Linked DNA regions of Sus scrofa: region 2 is linked to region 1. Evidence: chromatin contacts called from public promoter capture Hi-C data. All regions are on one chromosome and are shown on one strand. The core of a region is the stretch at or near the end of the contact, and the rest is flanking DNA. Distances in the headings are between cores, read along the strand shown. Region 1 holds the start of LYRM1 (LYR motif-containing protein 1). Region 2 holds the start of C3H16orf62 (UPF0505 protein C16orf62 homolog).

Region 1 (5,586 bases), core at 1,899-4,398:
AATTTCTGATTCATTTTTCCCAAACATTAGAAGGTTTCATTTAGCATTTCTAATACTAACTTTACGACAAATAGCCCAAGCAACATCTAAGTCTCGCAACTGCCCGGTTCAAAGGGCCAATTCACTCCATGAACACACTAGTCACTGTTGCCGAGTTCAAAAGAAGAAAACGGCATAGTCTTTCTGTTTTGGCCCACTGTGACATGGCTAAAGAGGGCCAAATCAAGGAGTCCTGACCAGGCCTCTCAAGTGGACAATCTGGTCAAGGTGAGGCCACAAAGCAGCTAACACTGGAAATGAATGGCCCCAACAGAAGGCAAAAGTAGGTTACATCACTTGATTATATGCCAGCCCCAGAGATGCCAACAGAGTGGGACTGTGCCCGCAATGGTCATTTATCTAATGTAATCCATGATGTCAACTTTCAGCACCAACCTACACCTCAGCTGAGTGTTATTTATTAGTCATCAGGCAGACCAGACAAAAGCGGGAAGATTGCAACATAAAATCCGCCTAGAAAAAACAACTTCAAACTTAGATCCTGACGACCACCTCTGAAGACCAACAGGGTCATATTATTACCACTTGCCCAACCTTCAACCCTAAATTCATACACAGCTGGAAGCAAAGGAGGATTTATATACTAAAAACACATCTGGGGTACTCATTATGCAATTTTTAAAAGTTTATAAGACAAAATCCTGTAAAGAAAAGGCATGCTCTCAAACATCTCACTGAATTCTTTCTTCCCTTTTTTTTTTTTTTTTTTTTTTTTTTTTTTGTCTTTGTAGGGCTGCACCCATGGCATACAGAGGTTCCCAGGCTAGAGGTAGAATCAGAGCTGCAGCTGCCGGCCTACACCACAGCCACAGCAATGCCAGATCCAAGCCGCATCAGCAACCTACACCACAGCTCATGGCAAGGCCAGATCCTTAACCCACTGAGCAAGGCCAGCGATGGAACCTGTGTCCTCATGGATGCTAGTCAGATTCATTTCCACTGAGCCATGACAGGAACTTCATCTCACTGATTTTTTAACACATGGCTTGAGATCCATCTGCCAAAAAAGTTCCAGATGACCACTGCCTCCTCCTCTCCCACTCTCAGCAGGGTGACTTTTTTTTTTTTTTAAATATAATAGGCCAAGTATACCCTCAAAGTAGTATGTGGTAAGACTCTAGGAAAGGCAACAGAATTAAAACGGAGCATCATTTTACAATTCCTTCTCCTTCTTACTCTTATTTTGCCTACCTATTTATGAGCCTATTTCCACCTCTCTGACCTAGAATCTTTTCACTCTCCTCTCTCCCCTAACCCATCTTCCCTCATCTCCTTTCCGCCTACCTCTTTTTTCCTCCCTGAAACTTGCCAAACTCACTCCAGACAGTTTCTGCACTAGCTACTCCTTGAACTTGGAAGGCTCCTCCCCTATCTCTGCATAATGGGCTCCTTTTCATTCGAAGCTCAGCTTAAGCGTCACCTCCTCCGAAAGGTCTCCGACTATATCTCAATCAGACACTTTCTATCACATCACTCTTGTTTCCTTCAGCACTTATCAAAATCTCATTTGCTTATTTATCTGTCCCCACACCACCTCCACTCTAACCTAAGCTCCAGGGCAGCGTGGACCTTACTGCTGTGTTCACCTTCACAGACCCATTGCCTGAAATAATAGCTAGCAATTAGTAGCCAGTCAAGAAAAGTTTGTTGATTGAATGAATTTTGGAGTTTTTAGTCAATGATTCCAATTCAGCTAAAATGAGAAAAGTAGTCATTTTTTTCTTCTGTTACATTTCTGTGAAACATCTAAACATGCCATTACTTGTACAATCAAAGCATTAAATATTCTGTTTTATCAGGCTTGAAAGCCCCGATGAGTAGAATGGAACCCATGTTATGATAATTTGTCTAGCAATAAGCATATAAATTCAGTTGCAGAGGAACAGGATTTATGGACTTTTTCTAATCAAATGATCCCTAAAATTTGGGCACCAACTCTTCAAGTTCTTCAGAAAACACAGCTCCAGATTCAACAAAGAATTTATTTCCAAATTTATAATCCAAAAAAGATTTCCAAAGAAAATATCAACACCAAAATAGGAATCATCACACTTCACTCTGAAATCCCTACAAAAGGCTAAAGTAGCACTACATTTTTTTCCCCCTTAAACCAACAGAATATCAACGGAGATCTTCTTCTTCAATCATTCTTTGCAATTTTCAAATGATTTTTTTACATCCCTTATTGGTTTACCTTCTTCCTTAAAACAAAACTAAACAAGTCACAATGTCTTATTTAACGCCACTTATATACAAACATTCAGCTAAATAAATAAGATGGAAATCAGTACAAGCCAAATGTGTCATCGAAGACTTGTGTGCCAGACACACAAGTGGAGAGAAAGATAAAAGAGCTATTGTCAAATTGTAGAAACAAAAAAGTACATGGGGTTTTCTCTTCTCCAAAGTGCATTATGAAGTGTGGGTGGAGAAAAACACAGAAATCCAGAATTAGCCTAAGATCAAAACATTCTGGAAAGAGTTGACAACATTTAAATTCCTCACATATAAAGTATTCAGAGGAAGAGACCTTGATTCCTGGACTATGATGCCATTCAGGAATCCCTGCAAGGCTTTGGAATTCCAGTATTCTTAGGAGAAAATGCTTATCTTAATCGGGAGCGACCGGGCATTGAGAAGTACTCCCAAAGAGACACAGCTTGTAACTGAAGTATTACAAAGCTTGAAGTTAAGATCTGGGATAGAAGCAGAACACCAAATTCAAAAGAAGGTACCAAGACGAAAGGGAAAAAGAAAAAGAAAAAAACACGATTACTACTTAGCCACGGAGAATTAAAGTGGAAAGGAGGGGTATGCATGGGGGAGGATGGGGGTGGGGGAGAATAGAAAAAAACAATACATTTGTCACCCTGTCCCACTTCCTATACAGGATACAGGCAAAGCTTCCAGCCCCATTACCTCAGGCACAGATGGTTATCGTTTACAGCAAAGGTGCATAGGAAGGCCTCCAGGTCTGAGCCCCTTAATTCCAGGGCTGTTAATGATTAAAGAGAAGGATGGGGGTGGGGAGGGAAATGAGGGCGGAGGAGCTGGAGATTCACCCACCACCTCCTGCTTGGGCTCCTACCTCACTGCACTTACCAGGGGCAGAAGACTAGAGTTTGCACTCCCTCCAGGGCAGCTCCGGCCCCCAGAGCCCCAGGCCTTGGGTGGCGGGTGGGGGGTGCCGGCGGTGGAGGGGCAGAGACAGTAGGTAAGTTTTCTGAGCCTGGGGCTGACACGCCACAGGGCCCCCTCACAGCGTCTTCCTCCAGCGGGACCAGTCCAGACAAGGCGCCGATTTCCACTCCTCCCCTTCTACCCCCCTTTCTCGAAGGTACCCAAACCCCCGCCCCTTCATCTCCCAAAGCCTCCCCTTTTCCTCATACACCCCCCAACCCCCAAACTCACAGCTGCTCCAGAGGTTCCTCCAGTCAAACCCTTTCTGGAAACGACGGCGGCCCGGCAGGTCCAAACCACCTACCATCCCCGCTCGCGTCTTCAAGCACCCTACCCCCACCGCCGCCGCCGCCTCTTCTTCCACCACTGCCGCCGCCTCCTCTTCATCTGCGGCCCACCGGCGGCGGCCGCCCCGAAACCCCGCCCCCTCCATCGCCTCCTGCATCATCACTTCCGGTAACCCCGCGGGCCGCCCGCTCCGGGAGGCGGAATAGGAGAAGGGCGGGGAGGGAACGAGGGGCAGGTTGCGTCACGACGTACGCAAAGACGTACGAAGCCGTCGCCAAGTAAGGGCAAAGACCTAGCGACGCGGAGGGAGGGCTAGGAGGAGATGGACTGGCCCATTTTCGGGGGGGGGGCTGGAATCCGGGGGAGAGGAGAGCGGAAGGGGGAAAGGAAAAATAAGAAAAGGTTGAACTTGGCTATAATTGTTGCGAATACGGTGGAGGGTGGTCTAGAGTGTGACGTTTAAGGAAGGCTCTAGCCTACCCCCGACCTGGTACGAATGCTCCCACGGAGGTTCGTCTGGTGGTTTGGTCTGGCCTGGCCTACCGGACCTGCTTAAGCTCTGTCGACCACGGCTCAGCTGGGCTCCCGGCGCCGCCTCCTCCCAGTCTGCCGTAGGCTGCGGCGCTTCTGTGGGTGGGGGAAGGCTGGACTGACGCAGAGTGAGTGTAGAGAATGGAGACGCTGACTCCTGGCGCGGGAGACTGGGGGAAGGGGTTGGCTCCCAAGGGGCAGGGATGGGTGAGGGTGGGGGGTGCGACGTTGCTAGGAGACGAGCCTGTGTGACCCCAGCCTCGCGAGGGCGGCTCGGTGTCCCCGCTGCTGGCGTGGGGAACCTGCCAAGGGAAGTGGCTCCAGGGCCAGGAAGGGGAAGCCTGGTTTGGGAATGCTGAAAATGCTGGTTTGGGGACCATCTGGGATGTCTGAAACCTTTGGATTCCCGAATGTCAATGGGAGATTAGTAGGGGCAAATTAGTAGGGCGAGGGAGGAAGGTTGACAGGACACCGATACTTTCTAAGATAATGAGAACTAGCTTCTTAGTGCAAAAGGCGTTGGTCTGTGATTCGAGTCTGGGAGAAAGTTAAAAAGTAAATCAATAAAAAATATCAGCAAGTGAGGAATGCCCCAAAGATAGTAATATCAGATGAAGTGGTAGAAGATGGGGTGAGGGCCACTTTAAATCCATAAAGCTACTCAGAGGAGGCTGAGTTTTGCAGAAATCCGAGAAAAGAAGGAAGGTAGGGAATGAGCTTTCTAGGTGGTGAAAAGAGCCAATGGGCAGGGATCTGAGGAAAGAAGGGAAGAAGGCCAGGTGCTTGGAGTAGGAAGGAATAAAAGCAAGAGCCAGGCAGAGTGGTCTGTGATGGAGAAGTGGCAGGGCTTGATCTAGTCTAGTCTTTTAGCCCACGGTGAGGGTTCGGCTGCTACTACATTACTGGAGGGTTTTAAGAAGGAGTGACCAAATCTGATTTATATTTTTAGCAAATCATTCTTGGCTATTGGATAGAGAAGGGTAGAAGTAGTCAGACCTGTTATGAGGCTGTTGCTGTAGGCCAGGTGAGAGGTGACAGTAGTGTTATGATCACAATGGAAATAGAATTGAATTCAGAATGTATTCTGGCTGTAGAGCTTGCAGGACATACTGCCAAATTGGATATGAAGTGTTTGGGAAAAGGAGGAACCAAGGATGACTCCTAAGAGAAAAAGAGTTTGGAAGGGACTATTTTGAATATTAGTTTTGATTAGTCTGTTAACCACAGGTAAAGGTGTGGAGAAGTTAGATATACAAATCAAGGGAAAACTCAGGTAATAAATGTAGCAGTTTATTCCTAGGTCACCTGAGAAGAGGGTGGAGATAAAGACAAAGGCCTCCAAACTCCTTGGGGGCTTTTGACATTTAAAGATGATCCAGAGAAGGAAAAACCGGCAGAGGGGACTCTGGACACTAGCAAGTCTTCAGAGATACAAAGAGCTTCCATAGTATCCTGAAACAATGGGACCCATCCTCTAAGGCCTGGCTCAAATCTCTTCCCTTCTTTCCTCTCCCAGCTGTTACTGCT
Region 2 (5,586 bases), core at 1,798-4,297, 1.0 Mb before region 1:
CTCATGAAAGTGCCAGACATGGTTTTGTGCTTTTAATGGATTTTTATTTATATACATTATTTTTGTTATTTTTACTTTGAGTGGAATGCCCATTAATGTAAATTATATTTATTTTTATACTTTAATTTTAATTTTCACTAGTTTTGCTTCTAGGCAAAAGGCAAAATAAACTTTTCATCTTAAAGGAAATCTAGTTTGATCTTTTTTATTTACCAAAGAAAGGACTTTTGAAAAGTATGTGGCCAAGACATTTAATAATGTAATATGATCATTTTTACAAGACCCATGAAAGGTGTATTTCATTATTTGCTTTTTGCATGAGTTGGACTTTTCAGAGGGCGGAAGTTCACTGGACCTGGAAATGTCTTAGCTTACTAAGAACTGGGCGCCTGCTAAGGAGCGGATGGGAGAGAATGCTGAGGTTGGAGCGTACAACAAAGCTGGTAGATTAGCACAGCGTTAAAAATCCGGCTCCTGGAGTTCCCATCCTGGCTCAGAGGAAACGAATCCGACTAGTAGCCATGAGGACGCAGGTTTGATCCCTGGCCTTGCTCAGTGGGTTAAGGATCCAGCGTTGCCATGAGCTGTGGTGTAGGTCTCAGACTCGGCTCAGATCCTGCGTTGCTGTGGCTCTGGCATAGGCCAGTGGCTGCAACTCCGATTGGACCCCTATCCTGGGAACCTCCATATCCCATGGGTGAGGCCCTAAAAAGAAAAAAGACAAAAAACAAACCAGGTCCTGGTGCTGCCTAATCATTGAATATGAGCATAGAAAAATGGGGAGTTCCCACTGCGGCTCAGGGGGATAAAAACCTGTTGTCTCTGTGCGGATGTGGGTTCGATCCCTGGCCTCACTCAGTGGGTTTAGGGATGCAGTGCTGCCTCAAGCTGCAGCACAGTTCGCAGATTTGGCTTGGATTCCGTGCTGCTGTGGCTGTGGTGTAGGCTGGCAGCTGCAGCTCTCATCTGACTCCTGGCTTGGGAACTTCCATATGCTGCAGGTATAGCAGTAAAAAGAAAAGAAAAAAAAAAGAAAAGTGGTCCTCGTTTCTTACCTCTCTTTGGGGAGATACTGCATTTGATCATCTGCAGGGCAGTGTGAGAAGGGCCCCTCCCTTTTCCTAAGGCCATCCTTACTCTCATTGATGTCCTACATTGAGAATGATGAATATGACTGGGAACTTAATCATTCGGAGCTGAAAACAAGGGCCCATGCTGGAGATGAAGGTCTTTTTTTTTTTTTTTTCTGTTAGGTGTCACTGTCCTGTGAACAAACCCATACAATCCCCCTTCTCCCCCCAGTGAAGAATAATAGTTATTCAATAAGCAAATGAAGTTGGATGCTCTAACAGACCATAGTGTGCATACATACAGGTTATAAAAGTAATTGTAAAAACCAAAGGAGACCCAGGAGTTCCCATCATGGCTCAGTGGTGAACGAATCCAACTAGGAACCATGAGGTTGTGGGTTCGGTCCCTAGCCTTGCTCAGTGGGTGGGGGAATCTGGCATTGCCATGAGCTGTGGTGTAGGTCACAGACGAGGCTTGGATCTGGCGTTGCTGTGGCTGTGGTATAGACTGGCAGCTGTAGCTCCGATTAGACCTCTAGCCTGGGAATCTCCATATGCTGCGGGAGCAGCCCTAAAAAAGCCCCCCCCCCCACAAAAAAGACAAAAACAAAACAAAAAAAAAAAAACCAAAAACCCAACAACAAACCAAAGGAGACCCAGTCACAGAATACAGCAAATCAGATTGGAATACGGTGCAGTGGAGCCACGTTGGTTAGGTTCTAAAGACAGCTCTGAGGACAGCTATGGTGTCTAACCAAAATTATGCCTGACAGTAAAATATTACGTTTTTATTTATTTAATTGATTACATTTTGGTCAGTTTCTCTGGTTCGAAATTCAGTTTCTTGAGGTGGCTGACAAAGGTGCCACCAGAACTGTGATTCTGCTTCTCAGCCTATGGTGGGGAAAATCCCTTATTCACCCTTCCCCTAACTTTAGTGTTTCAGGGTAACTTCCCCTTATCTGTGCATAGTAGACATGCTGTACAGGGCTTGGATTCAGTGGGCATGGTTGAATATGAATCCTGAGTTACCCTACCCCGCCCCCTTACCACCTAAAACTACCACAGTCCCTTCTGTATCCAGAGACCAGCAGCAGGGCCACCTGGAAACCTGTAAGAAATGCAGAAGCCCAGGTCCTGGCCCAGACCTGAATCAGACCCTGCATGGAACAAGATCCCCAGATGAGCCTGTGCAGTTCAAAGGAGAGAAGCCCTACTTTATGATCTACTGCAGAGTCAGTCTCTTGCTGTGGACAGACAGAGCTCTGAAAACAGGAAGGTCACAGAAGGCACGATGTGATCTAAGCTTACCTAGTCACGTACTGCTTCCAGTGAGTACTGACCATTTGCCGGCCATTTTATATGTATCTCCCTTCACTTCCGTCAGAATTATCCTGATTTCACAGATGAAGAAACTAGGATTCAGCGTGATAAACAACACATTCCATTACAGGTTTAAGTGTGTATTATTCTATTGTCTTTTCCTGGGGAGGGCGTCCTCAAAGACACTCAAAAGAATGTGGTTTTCCAACCTCTTTTTTTGTCAGAAAAGACACTTGAAAAGGGAAACAAAAAAAGTGAGGATAAGATGCTGCTTTGTGATTAGCTGTTAACCAACCCGGGCTGGGCGCCTACCAGCCGAAACAGGTGATAATCGCTTTTACTTCAGAGGTTTGCAGTGAGGAGCACATGAAGAGTGAATGCAAGGTGCTCAGTGTAGTTATTTTTTAATCAGAGAAAACACTGGAGCACAGAAGTTCTGCAGCGGAAATGAACATCCACCTTCATAGAAACGCAGGGCTTCGCCAAGACGGAGGAAAGGTGACCTCTGCTTTCTCCAGTTTAGTTCCAGTTGAGAGCTGTCACACTATGATCCAGGGAAGCCCTTAAGGACCCAAGAGGAGGATACCGGAAATGCCTAACTTCCGCAGTGCACAGAGGGGGACGCGGTGGCCCGGGGAAGGGGCGTGGCTTACCGGGTCAAACTGCGAATTAGCCGCGAAAGCTCGCGCCGACTGGGTCCCAAACACCCCCTTTCCACCCCCAGCCGCAGTTAGCGTCCGATACCCCCGCGTGTCTGGATTCTTCACCGCCTCCAGGGGGTCCCGGGGGGTCAGGCAGCCGCCTGCCACTCACACTCCCGACGCAGGCCAGCGCTGCGACAGCCTACTGGGCCGACGCTGCCCCTCACAATCATGGCGGCCGGAGAGGGGCGGGCAGCTCGTGCTTAGAGGGAGGGTGTCCGCCCTTCACAATCATGGCGGCATGGAGGGGGCGGGGTCTGGAAGGGCAAATTGGGCTGGCGGTCCCCGAACTAGCTGTCATGTGACTGGGAAGATGGCCACCTTTCCCTGGTAAGGAAGAAGCGGCGGGTGGGCTTCAGGGGCAGGGTCTCTGTCTCAGTGTGTGTCTCTGCGAGGGAGTGTGTGAACTGCTCTCTATGGGGTTTGGTGGCGGCTCCCACCGCACCCCTGGGTTGTCTTGACCTCAGATCCCCCGCCGCTACTTGGCTTCAGAGAAACCCCCTGAACCGGACGGGTGGGATCTTAGTTCTTTCTCCCGCTACCCCTCCCCCGGCCTCCCACTCTCCCTTCTCCATTCATTCCCTAAAAAAACAACTTCCCCAGCTTCTGCTTTTCCAGAAGTCGGCGCGGGTTCTGGGGCGCTGGATGCAGAGAATGGGAGACTTGGCTATTTCCTGAACGACTCGGTTCAGCTGGGGCAGACTTCCTTTTCTCATCTGTAAAAGGGCTGCCGTGCATCCTGCTCTGTGCAGCGCCTTGCAGCGGGCACTGAGGATGCAGAGCCCTCAGACATACTCCTTTGGCTTAAGGGAGCTGAGAGTTTAGTAGGGGCAGGTACCCAGAATAGAAAGATATCCAAAGAAGGCACCGGGACGAGGCACAACCACACCTGGCGCCTTAGGGAAGGCTTGGGAGAGGAAGAGTCTTCAATTGGGTTTTGGAGGATGAACAGAAGCTCATCCCAGTTAGAAGGAGCTAACTAACTGCGGGTGCCAAGGCTGATGTGCCTGTTGGGGCTTTTGTGGCTGGAGTAGCTAGGAGCTGGGTGCTTCAGGCTCCAGCTGTTTCTACCAGCGTGTGAAGAACTGGAGTAAGTTGTGATGGTAGCAGTAGGATTATCTGGCGACGTGAGCTCTCTGCTACATCTCAGGAAGGGAGATTGTATTCTGATCTTTTTCTGCAAGAGATGTGAAGTGGTTTACATTGAACGAATGAGTGAGCAAATGAAAAAATATACAGCCCTAGACTTTAGAAATACATCCTTTTGGTTTTATGTTTGATAAACAGCTGTCTTCCTCATGTTCACTTCACCTGGCTAACCCTTTTAAGAGTCTTCCTTCAAAAACTTTGATACACCAGGTCAGGATTGGATGCCTCCGAGTGTTTGTAAGCCCTGCCCTGAATTTTCTTTGACCCAGTCCTGCAAAGTACCTTTTAGAGAATCACTAAGGCTTAAATGCCAAAACATCTGGCTTCAGCGAACTGATCTGGAATTTTAAAATCAGAAAATCAAGGAAGATGCTGTTTAATTCCAGGACATTTTTACCTTTGGTATTTTTACAGAGAGAGGTACCATAAGCCTTTTAGCACCTGGGGTCTCTACAGTTCCTAGTCTGGCTCTAAACATTTCTGTCTGAGGTCACTCATGTTCATGGTTCAGTTCTCCCACTAGACTTGATGCTCCGTAAAGTTAAAGGGACTGAGTTTTAGGCATGCTTGTATCTCCAGTGTCTGGCATGGAGCTTGGCAGATAGTAGGTGTAGAGTAATATTTATTGAATGAATGAGAAAACTGAAGAGGCCCACAGATAGGTGTGTTTCTGTCATTAAATTTGACATTTATTGAGGCTTTGGTTTGTGCCAGGCACTGTGCTAAGTCCTTGACATGCAACATCTCATCTAATCCTACCTGCCCCATTTTTCAGATGAAGAAACGGAGGCAGTTGCACTAGTTTTACAGCCTGCGAGGTGCTCTGAGGTTTGGCGCTCACACCTCTGATTTAATCATGATTGCCAGCTGGCCCTCCAGTCTAGGTCCTGGGCTGAGGATCCTGGGTTGCAGGGCTCCCAAGTTCTGCTCTGTTGTCGGGGGTCTCCCCAGAATGTGTCCTCTCACGCACACTTTTTTTTTTTTTCTTTTTAAGGGCCACACCTGTGGCATATGGAAGTTCCCAGGTTAGGAGTCAAATTGGAGCTGCAGCTGCTGACCTACACCACAGACACAGCAACGCTGGATCCTTAACCCATTGAGCAAGGTCAGGGGTCGAACCCAAATCCTTACGGACACTGTGTTGGGTTTTTAACCCACTGAGCCACAACGGGAACTCCTCACCCACACTTTTTGTTATCACTAACCTCACATGTGAGGCCCAGTACACCGTGGATCACATTTCCTTTTCAGTCCTGTGGCCATAGCAGTCTTAAAAATATTGCTCTTTGGAGTCAGAATTTCTTTTTTTTCTTTATCTTTTTAGGGCTGCACCTGTGGCATGT

Evidence for each region. Promoter capture Hi-C pulls out the DNA fragments that hold promoters and counts their contacts.
Region 2: a promoter capture Hi-C map of liver shows a contact between it and region 1, with 13 times the contacts expected there. The contact joins the promoter of C3H16orf62 here to the promoter of LYRM1 in region 1. A contact is called at or near these places in 1 of 5 promoter capture datasets (liver) and 1 of 2 datasets of contacts at active chromatin or transcription factors (alveolar macrophages).

The regions. Positions count from the first base shown.
Region 1 is chr3:25,149,574-25,155,159 of Sscrofa11.1, reverse strand. It overlaps LYRM1 (LYR motif-containing protein 1), which reads left to right and starts at 3,148. Exons shown (of 4, transcript XM_021086518.1): 1 at 3,148-3,274. DCUN1D3 (DCN1-like protein 3) reads right to left here and starts at 3,659. Exons shown (of 4, transcript XM_021086516.1): 1 at 3,472-3,659.
Region 2 is chr3:26,154,798-26,160,383 of Sscrofa11.1, reverse strand. C3H16orf62 (UPF0505 protein C16orf62 homolog) reads left to right here and starts at 3,047. Exons shown (of 31, transcript XM_021086527.1): 1 at 3,047-3,424. The coding sequence starts at 3,336. CCP110 (centriolar coiled-coil protein of 110 kDa) reads left to right here. Exons shown (of 16, transcript XM_005662110.3): 16 at 1-189.